2 separate regions of the Hordeum vulgare genome follow, and region 2 is linked to region 1. Evidence: chromatin contacts called from public Hi-C data. All regions are on one chromosome and are shown on one strand. Each heading gives the region's core, a stretch centred on a gene start, on an enhancer-like site or on the middle of the called end of the contact. The rest is flanking DNA. Distances are from core to core; before and after follow the strand shown. Region 1 has its middle 81 kb from the start of LOC123413091. Region 2 has its middle 99 kb from the start of LOC123409479.

Evidence for each region. Hi-C and Micro-C count contacts between places; a contact is called where the count stands out from the background.
Region 2: a contact with region 1 is called in a Hi-C map of leaf, with 1.6 times the contacts expected there. The contact joins two enhancer-like sites. A contact is called at or near these places in 2 of 6 Hi-C or Micro-C datasets (leaf and seedling).

Annotation. Positions count from the first base shown.
Region 1 is chr7H:607,555,181-607,559,372 of MorexV3_pseudomolecules_assembly, forward strand. No RefSeq gene overlaps it. Among protein-coding and RNA genes, the nearest start is that of LOC123413091, 81 kb to the left of the region's middle. Within about 2 kb of position 1,796, at least 2 of the 3 cell types and tissues checked have open chromatin away from gene starts, as enhancers often do. A contact at or near this core is called in leaf, where this site is marked.
Region 2 is chr7H:607,593,633-607,597,824 of MorexV3_pseudomolecules_assembly, forward strand. No RefSeq gene overlaps it. Among protein-coding and RNA genes, the nearest start is that of LOC123409479, 99 kb to the right of the region's middle. Within about 2 kb of position 1,864, at least 1 of the 3 cell types and tissues checked has open chromatin away from gene starts, as enhancers often do. A contact at or near this core is called in leaf, where this site is marked.

The DNA of each region.
Region 1 (4,192 bases), core at 546-3,045:
AACCACCACCAGCCGCTCCTGCGGTGGTGGCCACCGAGACATCCTCCACTGCCCAGGCCGCGGCGGATGACCCTCTTCCACCCGTCCCCCCGCCGCTCCCGCGGACGCCGGCACCATTCCTCTACTACTCGCTGGCGGAGGTGAACCCCGCTCTTTCGCAGTCTGCCGCCTCTCTCTCTCTCTCTGAGGAGGGCGCCTTCAGCGCTAGCTGCCACTCCAGCGTCGGCGGGCATCAGAAGTATCTCCGCTGCCCCCGTTCTGTCGGAGGAGTACGGGATCATCTCGCCGGGGAGCTCCCCTGCTGATGCTCGACCGGACGGGGATGCTCTCTCGCGACATCTCCGGAGCCTCTCTGATCCCCATGCCCAGGCGCCTCCGCCAAGGGCCTCCCTTTTGGCGCTGCGTCCTCAACCCTTTGTGTCTCCTTCTCTGGATCCGGATTCATCTCCCTCTGCGTCACCACCTAAGCAGCCGCCGTCGGCGATCAATTTGGATGCACACGTTCGGGATCCTGCGTCTCCATCAGATGGTTCTCTGCGTGTCTTCCTCCACCTCCTTCGAGTCATGCTCCCGATGCGGCTTTCCCTATGCCTCCCTCCAAAGCCTCCGCGCCCGATTCGGTTGGGACTTGCTCATCTGATGCTTTGGGAGGCCGCATAGGCCTGGATCTCGCCCCATCTCAGATCTCCCTGGCCTCGTCGGAGGACCTTCGCTCGGCTTCTGCATTCAGGGACGGCTTCCTGTCGGCCTCTACGCCGGAGATGCTGCGACGGCATCGAGTAGGACCTTTCTTGCCGGTCTTGAGGACTCATGTAGTGAAGCTCCTATCGTCGCCGGTGTGCTCGCCAATCTCCATGCTGACTGCTCCTTCGGCAAAGCCTGAGATTTGGCTTCAGGTATTGCTTCCTTCTCCGGCGCCTAATGCCGCGATTATTGCTAAGTTGATTGGGTCTTGGCTAGGCTCTACGTTCGAAAGTCCGCGGGTTCGGCAGTTCAGTCCCTGCTTATTCTCGATGTCTGTAGCTTGCAATAAGGCTGCCCAGTTCATAGTCTGTCTGGAAGGGATTAATTACAATGGGATAGTTATTTTTTTCCATCTTGCAAGACCTTCTCTTGCGTCCGCTCGCAAGTATTTCTGCTGCGCCCCGATTCAAAATTCAAAACAAGTTGGCTCTATTCTAGGGCCTGTGGTCAACCTCTCCTGCTATTTCTGCAAATGCTGCCATCGACTGCAATGACAACCGGCCTCTGTACCCTCTCAGCTCCGGTTTTCCTGTGGACTCTTTCTCCCCCATGATGCAACAATCTGCGAACTCAGCCTCTGCCGATGTAGTCCTATGTCCCCCATGTCAAAGTAGCATGGCCCTCGCTATAAAAAGCTCTTACGACCCTACCTCTGTGTGTTTTTCCCGCCCTGTATCGCCTGCTGCGCGTTCGATGGTTTCGGCAGCTGCTGCGGCCGCTCTCGCCCCCAAGCCACTCTCCCCTGTGTGCTCTCCCTCGCATGTGAATCCCGCCCCCGACGTAGTGCGCGAGCGCTGCATGGCTCCTGCCATGCATCCTATCGCTAGTCGTCGCGTGGCAGGGAAGAGGCCGACTCTTATTTTAAATCTGACGGCAGCCGGTATTCTGCCAATCCCGTCAGGCAACTTGCCCCTCCCCCCTGTCGTTTCCATCCGGGTCTCCGCGGTGGACAAATCACTACAGCCAAATGAAGGGATGTTCACGGGAAGTGATGTCGCGTTGCCCAAGACTCTTTTGCATGCTGCGGCGCTTCAGTCGGGGCACTGTAGTAGCCCCCAGCCTCTCCCATCGGGTGGCGAGAAACTTTCTTACGCCCGTGCCCTCGCCTCCTCTCCTTATAGCATGCAGACCTCCATGCAGCCGACGTCCCGCTCCCCAACTCCTCCTAATATCACTAACTTCAGAGATAGATGCCATAGGTGCCTTGCTCTCGATCACCGGGTCAAAATGTGTCGCGACCCTATCCGCTGCCGTCGGTGCTGGGGCTGGGGACACAACAAACATACCTGCAAGACTGTTTTATACTCTACCGGCCCGACCGCCATTGCTCATCATGCATCCACTCCTGAGTCTCCCCCGTCACCTCCTCCTCTCTTCCCTCAACCCTCCCCTGTGCAACAGTTGCCCGCCTCCATGGCCAGCTTCATCCCGGTGCCGATCGAGCTTTCCTCCTCTGAGGAAGTTGATCTCAACCTTCGCGCCGCCTCCTCTCCCCCGGCGAATGCCTCTGCCCTCCCTGTTCATGAGGATGTGGAGGATGTGATCATGGAAGAGGAGGAAGACCCTGACGAGGTAGAGTTTGAGTCCGGCGAAGAGGCCACGGACTGGGACTCGGACCCCTTCATGCTTCCTCCCTCCCCGCCGACTCGCCGTAGGAGTCATTCCAATGTCTTCATGCCATTCGTCGACCTTGATCACTTCCAAAACCTCGCTTTCGCCTACGTTAATCCTCCTCATCCTTCCCCCCAAGCCATGATCCGTCGGGCTCTTCTCTCGGGTGCTAGAAACCCCCAGGTTGCCATTAGAGCATCCTCTCAAGGTGCGAGACTGGTTGTATTCAGTTCCACATACGAAAGGGAAATCTCTGTGCCATTAAGCCCGTTCAACTGCCCCATCAACTCTATCCACCTGATCCGTCATGATGACACTGACAATAGATTCCTTTAATGCCTTGGCACGGTCTCTGCCCTAAACTTGGAAGACTTCCCCATCGAGTACTGGTTCCCAGAGACCATTACAAACTCTGTGGTGCCCTTAGCGTCGCCCATCCAGATCGATTCGGTCTGCCTGACTGGACTGGACTACTCTGCTGTTCTGCTCTCTGTCAAAAGCAGATCCTTATATGATGTGCCGCATACCATCCCAGTTCATGGCTTCTCCGGCCTAGGTGCAATCGTCTCCGTCTTGGTGGTTCGGTCTGAGCAGCTGCCGTCGGACCCGTCGTTCCCTTCTGATGACGGTAGCTCAAATGGCAGCGATGGCAACGACCACTTCGATGGAGAGGGGGGCGACTTCCCAGCCGGGATGGACGCGGATCTCGCCCCGCCTCTGATGACCCACAATTATAGAGGATTAATCATAGTACTTTCGATAAGTAAGAGTGTCGAACCCAACGAGGAACAGAAGGATCTGACAAGTGGTTTTCTGCAAGGAAATATCTACACTGAAATTATCGGTAACAAATGATTGTGTGGTGAGATGATTTGTAGCAAGCAACAAGTAACAAAAGTAGCAACGGTGCAGCAAAGTGGCCCAATCCCTTTTGTAGCAAGGGACAAGCCTGGACAATGTCTTATAGAAGGAAAAACGCTCGCGAGGACACACGGGAATTTCTGTCATGCTAGTTTCATCATGTTCATATGATTCGCGTTCGTTACTTTGATAGTTTGATATGTGGGTGGACCGGCGCTTGGGTACTGCCCTTACTTGGACAAGCATCTCACTTATGATTAACCCCTCTCGCAAGCATCCGCAACTACGAAAGAAGAATTAAGATAACGTCTAACCATAGCATTAAACTAGTGGATCCCAATCAGCCCCTTACGAAGCAACGCATAAACTAGGGTTTAAGCTTCTGTCACTCTAGCAACCCATCATCTACTTACTACTTCCCAATGCCTTCCTCTAGGCCCAAATAATGGTGAAGTGTTATGTAGTCGACGTTCACATAAAACCACTAGAGGAAAAACAACATACAACATATCAAAATACCGAACGAATACCAAATTCACATGACTATTATTAGCATGACTTATCCCATGTCCTCAGGAACAAAAGTAACTACTCACAAAGCATAATAATAATCATGATCAGAGGTGAAATGAGTAGCATCAAGGATCTGAACATAAACTCTTCCACCAAATAATCCAACTAGCATGAACTACAAAGAGTAATCAACACTACTAGCAAACTTACAAGTACCAATCAGAGTCGCGAGACGGAGATTGGTTACAATAGATGAACTAGGGTTTGGAGATGAGATGGTGTTGATGAAGATGTTGATGGTGACGAGTCCCCTTCGATGAGAGGAGTGTTGGTGATGACGATGGCGACGATTTCCACCTCCGGGAGGGAAATTTCCCCGACAGGATCTTCCTGTCGGACCTCTAGATTGGTTCTGCTCAAGTTCCGCCTCGTGGTGGCGGCGAAACCACGAAAAAGCTCCCGT
Region 2 (4,192 bases), core at 614-3,113, 39 kb after region 1:
TAAGATGATAATGTAACAACATGAAACAATCAAAAATTATAGATACGTTGGAGACGTATCATCGAAGACCATAGTTTTCGCTAGAGGCTTCTCTCTCGAAGAAAACATACGGTGGGTAAAAAAATTACCGTTGGACAATTGATAGAAAAACAAATAGTTATGTAATACTTATTCATGAAAATGATCACACATATACATCTGATGTGCCTCTTGTTCTGTTAAACTAAGAGTAAGTGCTACTTTTCCCTTGAACATTTACGTACTCTATCTCATAGTTTAAAAAACCGAACCGGAAATCGAACCAAAAAGGTTGTCGGTTCAAGTTTTTACTGATCGGATCGCCGGTTCACCGGTTCGATTGTCGATTTTATAATAAAAATTTGATAAATGTTGAGTAATATATGTTCTAATATTGTATGAAACTATGGTGAAATGAAATTATTTTCTTGTAGTGAACAACAAAGTAGCATAGCCGAGTTAGTTATAGGGCCATGGGCACGCTTCACGTATTGCTCATCCGACCTGGGATCGAATCCCACTTCTCCCAATTTCTATTAAAATATTTTTCTAGTTTTTTCCGGTTTGTGACCCGGTTTTTCACTAGTTTTCTAGAAAACCGGTCGGTTCAACCGGTTTTCTCTGGTCCAATTGCAAAACGGTTTTATTAGCTTAAAAACCCGATGAGGCTTCTGGTCCGGTCCGGTTTTTTAAACTAAGCCCTTTCTAACATTTTTGTCTACGGAGCCACGGGAGCACTAGCTTGGCATGGTGCAGCAGGCTTCCTTGCATGCGGTGCAACGTTTCAGTGAATAGAAAGCTACAAGTCATATGTTCCAATGTATATTAATATCAATCACTTGATCCTTGAAAAAAAATCACATGATCAATGGCCCTGTTTGGATACTCTAACTCGATTAGAGGTTAGAGTTAGGTTCTAACCTTGAACTAACCCTAAACTAACTCTAACCAAAGAGGTGTTTGGATGGAAGGTTAGATTACCAATAAATGCACTTTTTTCAATCATTTGGCTCCTTTATCAAGGATTTGGTGTGATGGAGAGGTAGAGAGAAAAATAACTTTTGTGGACCCAACCTAACTCTAACCCAAATAAGCACCTCTTGGGTGTGTTAGTTTTTTTAAATGGGTTAGATGCATCTAACCAACTCTAACCCTCCTGTTTGGATGTTTTGGGGTTGGATTGGTCCAATCTAACCAACTCTAACTCTAACTCATGGATCCAAACAGAACCAATATGGATGTGTTAAACAAACGATGTGGGCATACAACTTTTGGTTACGACAAAAATGAATATGCACCATTGATGTCAGAGCTCCTAACACTGTAGGCCTATAATGGTAGTCCAAATGTGCCGGTGTATTGTCTGTAATTAGTGCTCACTTTTATGCTGGTCTTCACCAGTCCACCCGGTTAATCGTCATGCTCAAATCTCAAAGCATTTACTATGACGTCCACCAGGGTGGCAGCTATCCCGCGTGGCATGAAACTATTTTCGAAAGAAAAAACAACGACGAGCTTGGTGTGTAAGATGCTATTTCGCATAAAAAAGATCTTTAAGATTATTATAATGCAAACCAAATCAACATCGGCTAGATATCACTCACTCACAGACTTAATTAATATTGTACTCCCTCCTTCCGTCTCAAAATTCTTGTCTTACATTTGTCTATATATAAATGTATCTAGTCACGCTTTAATATTTGAATACATTTATTTCTAAATAAACCTAAGACAAGAATTTTGAGACGGAGGGAGTATGAGCTGGGCAGCCCAGACCATCGAGAGGAGAGCGATTGACCAGCTGAGATATTTTCGCATGAAAAGACAAACTCCAAAGATTGGTTAGTATGAACAAAAGAATAGAGGCCACATGGTTGTCACTTGGCCGTCGTTGCTAGCCGTACAGAAGCCAATACCACACGTCTGGAAATATATATTATTTTTTAGGGATATTTTAATGAAATATATAAGCTACACACTTTTTGTGCACTGATTATGAAAAGAAGAGTGGACTTCGTAACTTGCACGTAGGCTAGTGTGCATTATAAAGAATCTTGGCATGAACCTGCTTATCTTTTCACTCTATTTAGTTTTTTTTCCGCTAATAGATCATTCAAATCAATTAACCTTTCTTTTGTCACTACAAATCAGTTAACCTAATCCACAGTACAAATACTCAGGATTAAAAAAAGGGAGATATGTCGACTGATTAATTAATGTACTTGTATGTGCAGTTCTATTATTCATAAATCATGAATGAATTTACTTCGATTAATTAATATATAAATACACATAACTATGTCGTCCAGTTTGTGCCGAAGTTGTTAATATATAAATTAATCAAGTTGATTAATATATACCATGAAAATTATAAAAAAAAGTATTAAATAGGTTCATATATTTATACACCCGTGATTAATTCATAATACATACCATTTTTCATGGTTAACTAATATTTAAATATTCATGATTAATTTACTCAATCATGCTTGAGGGAACTTCGGTTAATATATGAATAGTATAAATAAAGCACAATTTGGATGTCATCCAATAATTTCATTATTAACAACTTGATTAATCCAAACAACTTGATTAACAAATACTATAAATAAAAACGAACATACTATTTTTAATTAATATATTGGACGAAGCATTCATGATTTTTATAAAAGATTAAAGAAAGAAAAGAATGTTCACAAAGGAGCTTCCGGAATTAAAAGATCATGGATGAGCTAGATCCTCGGAAAGGTTAAGGTCAACCACATTCACACCTGACGAACATCGCTCACGTTCTTATAATTATACACTGCCTTATTATGAGAAAATGATTGACCACAAAAGAATTTTTTTTGTTGAAAAAGACACACGGTCCATCGATTCGCTATGAAATAAATTGATAGGATATTATGTACACAGCCTAGGAACAAGACGAACAGAAGACGGAGACCACACACTCCTGCTGTCACTCCTGTTCGCCGTCCATATACGGATACCACATGTCTGGAGATATTCTGTTTGAGTAAATCTAGCTGCACTTGTTTCATGCATATTTCCTGAAAAAGGGACTAACTTTCTAACTCTACCCCGGACGTACCGGGCCACAACTCCCCGGTGCAACAATAGTCTGCATCTATAAATAGCTTGCCATTTCGATGGCACCTTTGTTGCAAACATATCAAACTAGATTTTTGCAAGAGCCGAACTAGCTACCTCTTTTCCGGTTTAGACCGTAGAAGCCGAAGAACACATCTTGCTGTCTACCCTTACGTACACTGAGGTAGATAGAACACTAATGGCGTCGGCTGCTGATGCAACCATGTACGCCGACCGGTTCCCGCCGGCTGAGTTGCACCGGCGGCCGGTGGACTACCAGCCCAAAACCTGGGACTACGACTCCATTTGCTCCTTGCAGGAGCAGGCCCACAAGGACGATAAGGTGCATGCACGATCAGCTAGCCGAATTTTTCTTCCTTTTTCTCCCTTCTCATTATCAGTTTCCCTGTCCGGCTATGTCGAGCCGATGGGTAGGTGCATCAGAACTGAGACATAATTTAATTGGGTGACGATCGAGGAAGAAGGCCAAGGAGCCAGCCTCATCACGGGGTGTTTGTTTACAGGGTAGGGACTATCTCTTTTAGTCCCATCTAAACCAAATAAGAGAGACTTTAAGGGACTAAAAGCCTAAAAGTGAACATTTAGGATTAAAGGAATAAGTCCCTATGGAAATGCCTTTTTGAGACTTTTAAAAACTTTTTTCAACAGTGCCCCGACTTTTAGCATGTCATTTAATAACCTCTAGTACATTACTAGGTGTAACATGGTCTTTTAGCATGTCATTTAATAACTTCTAGTTCATATTTAGTCTCTGAAACCAAAGAGATAGGGACTATGAACGTTTTAGTTGGAACTAAAAAAATTCTAGGACTTTTTAACCAAACAGGGCCTCAGTTCCGTGTCAATGCTACTGAGGCTAAGGCGGCATCACGCTAGGTGATTTTCCAAACGTGCTAGTTGAAGAAAGAGAGGGCTTGCAGGGGGATTTTCGTTACTTCAGAGTTGACTATTCCTCGGTTGACTTATACTAATCACTATTTATAAGTATATTTCTCTATCGTTTCTTTCCACATAGTCTTCAATCCAAAAAGTTATTTTTCACTATTTCATAGAATAACAA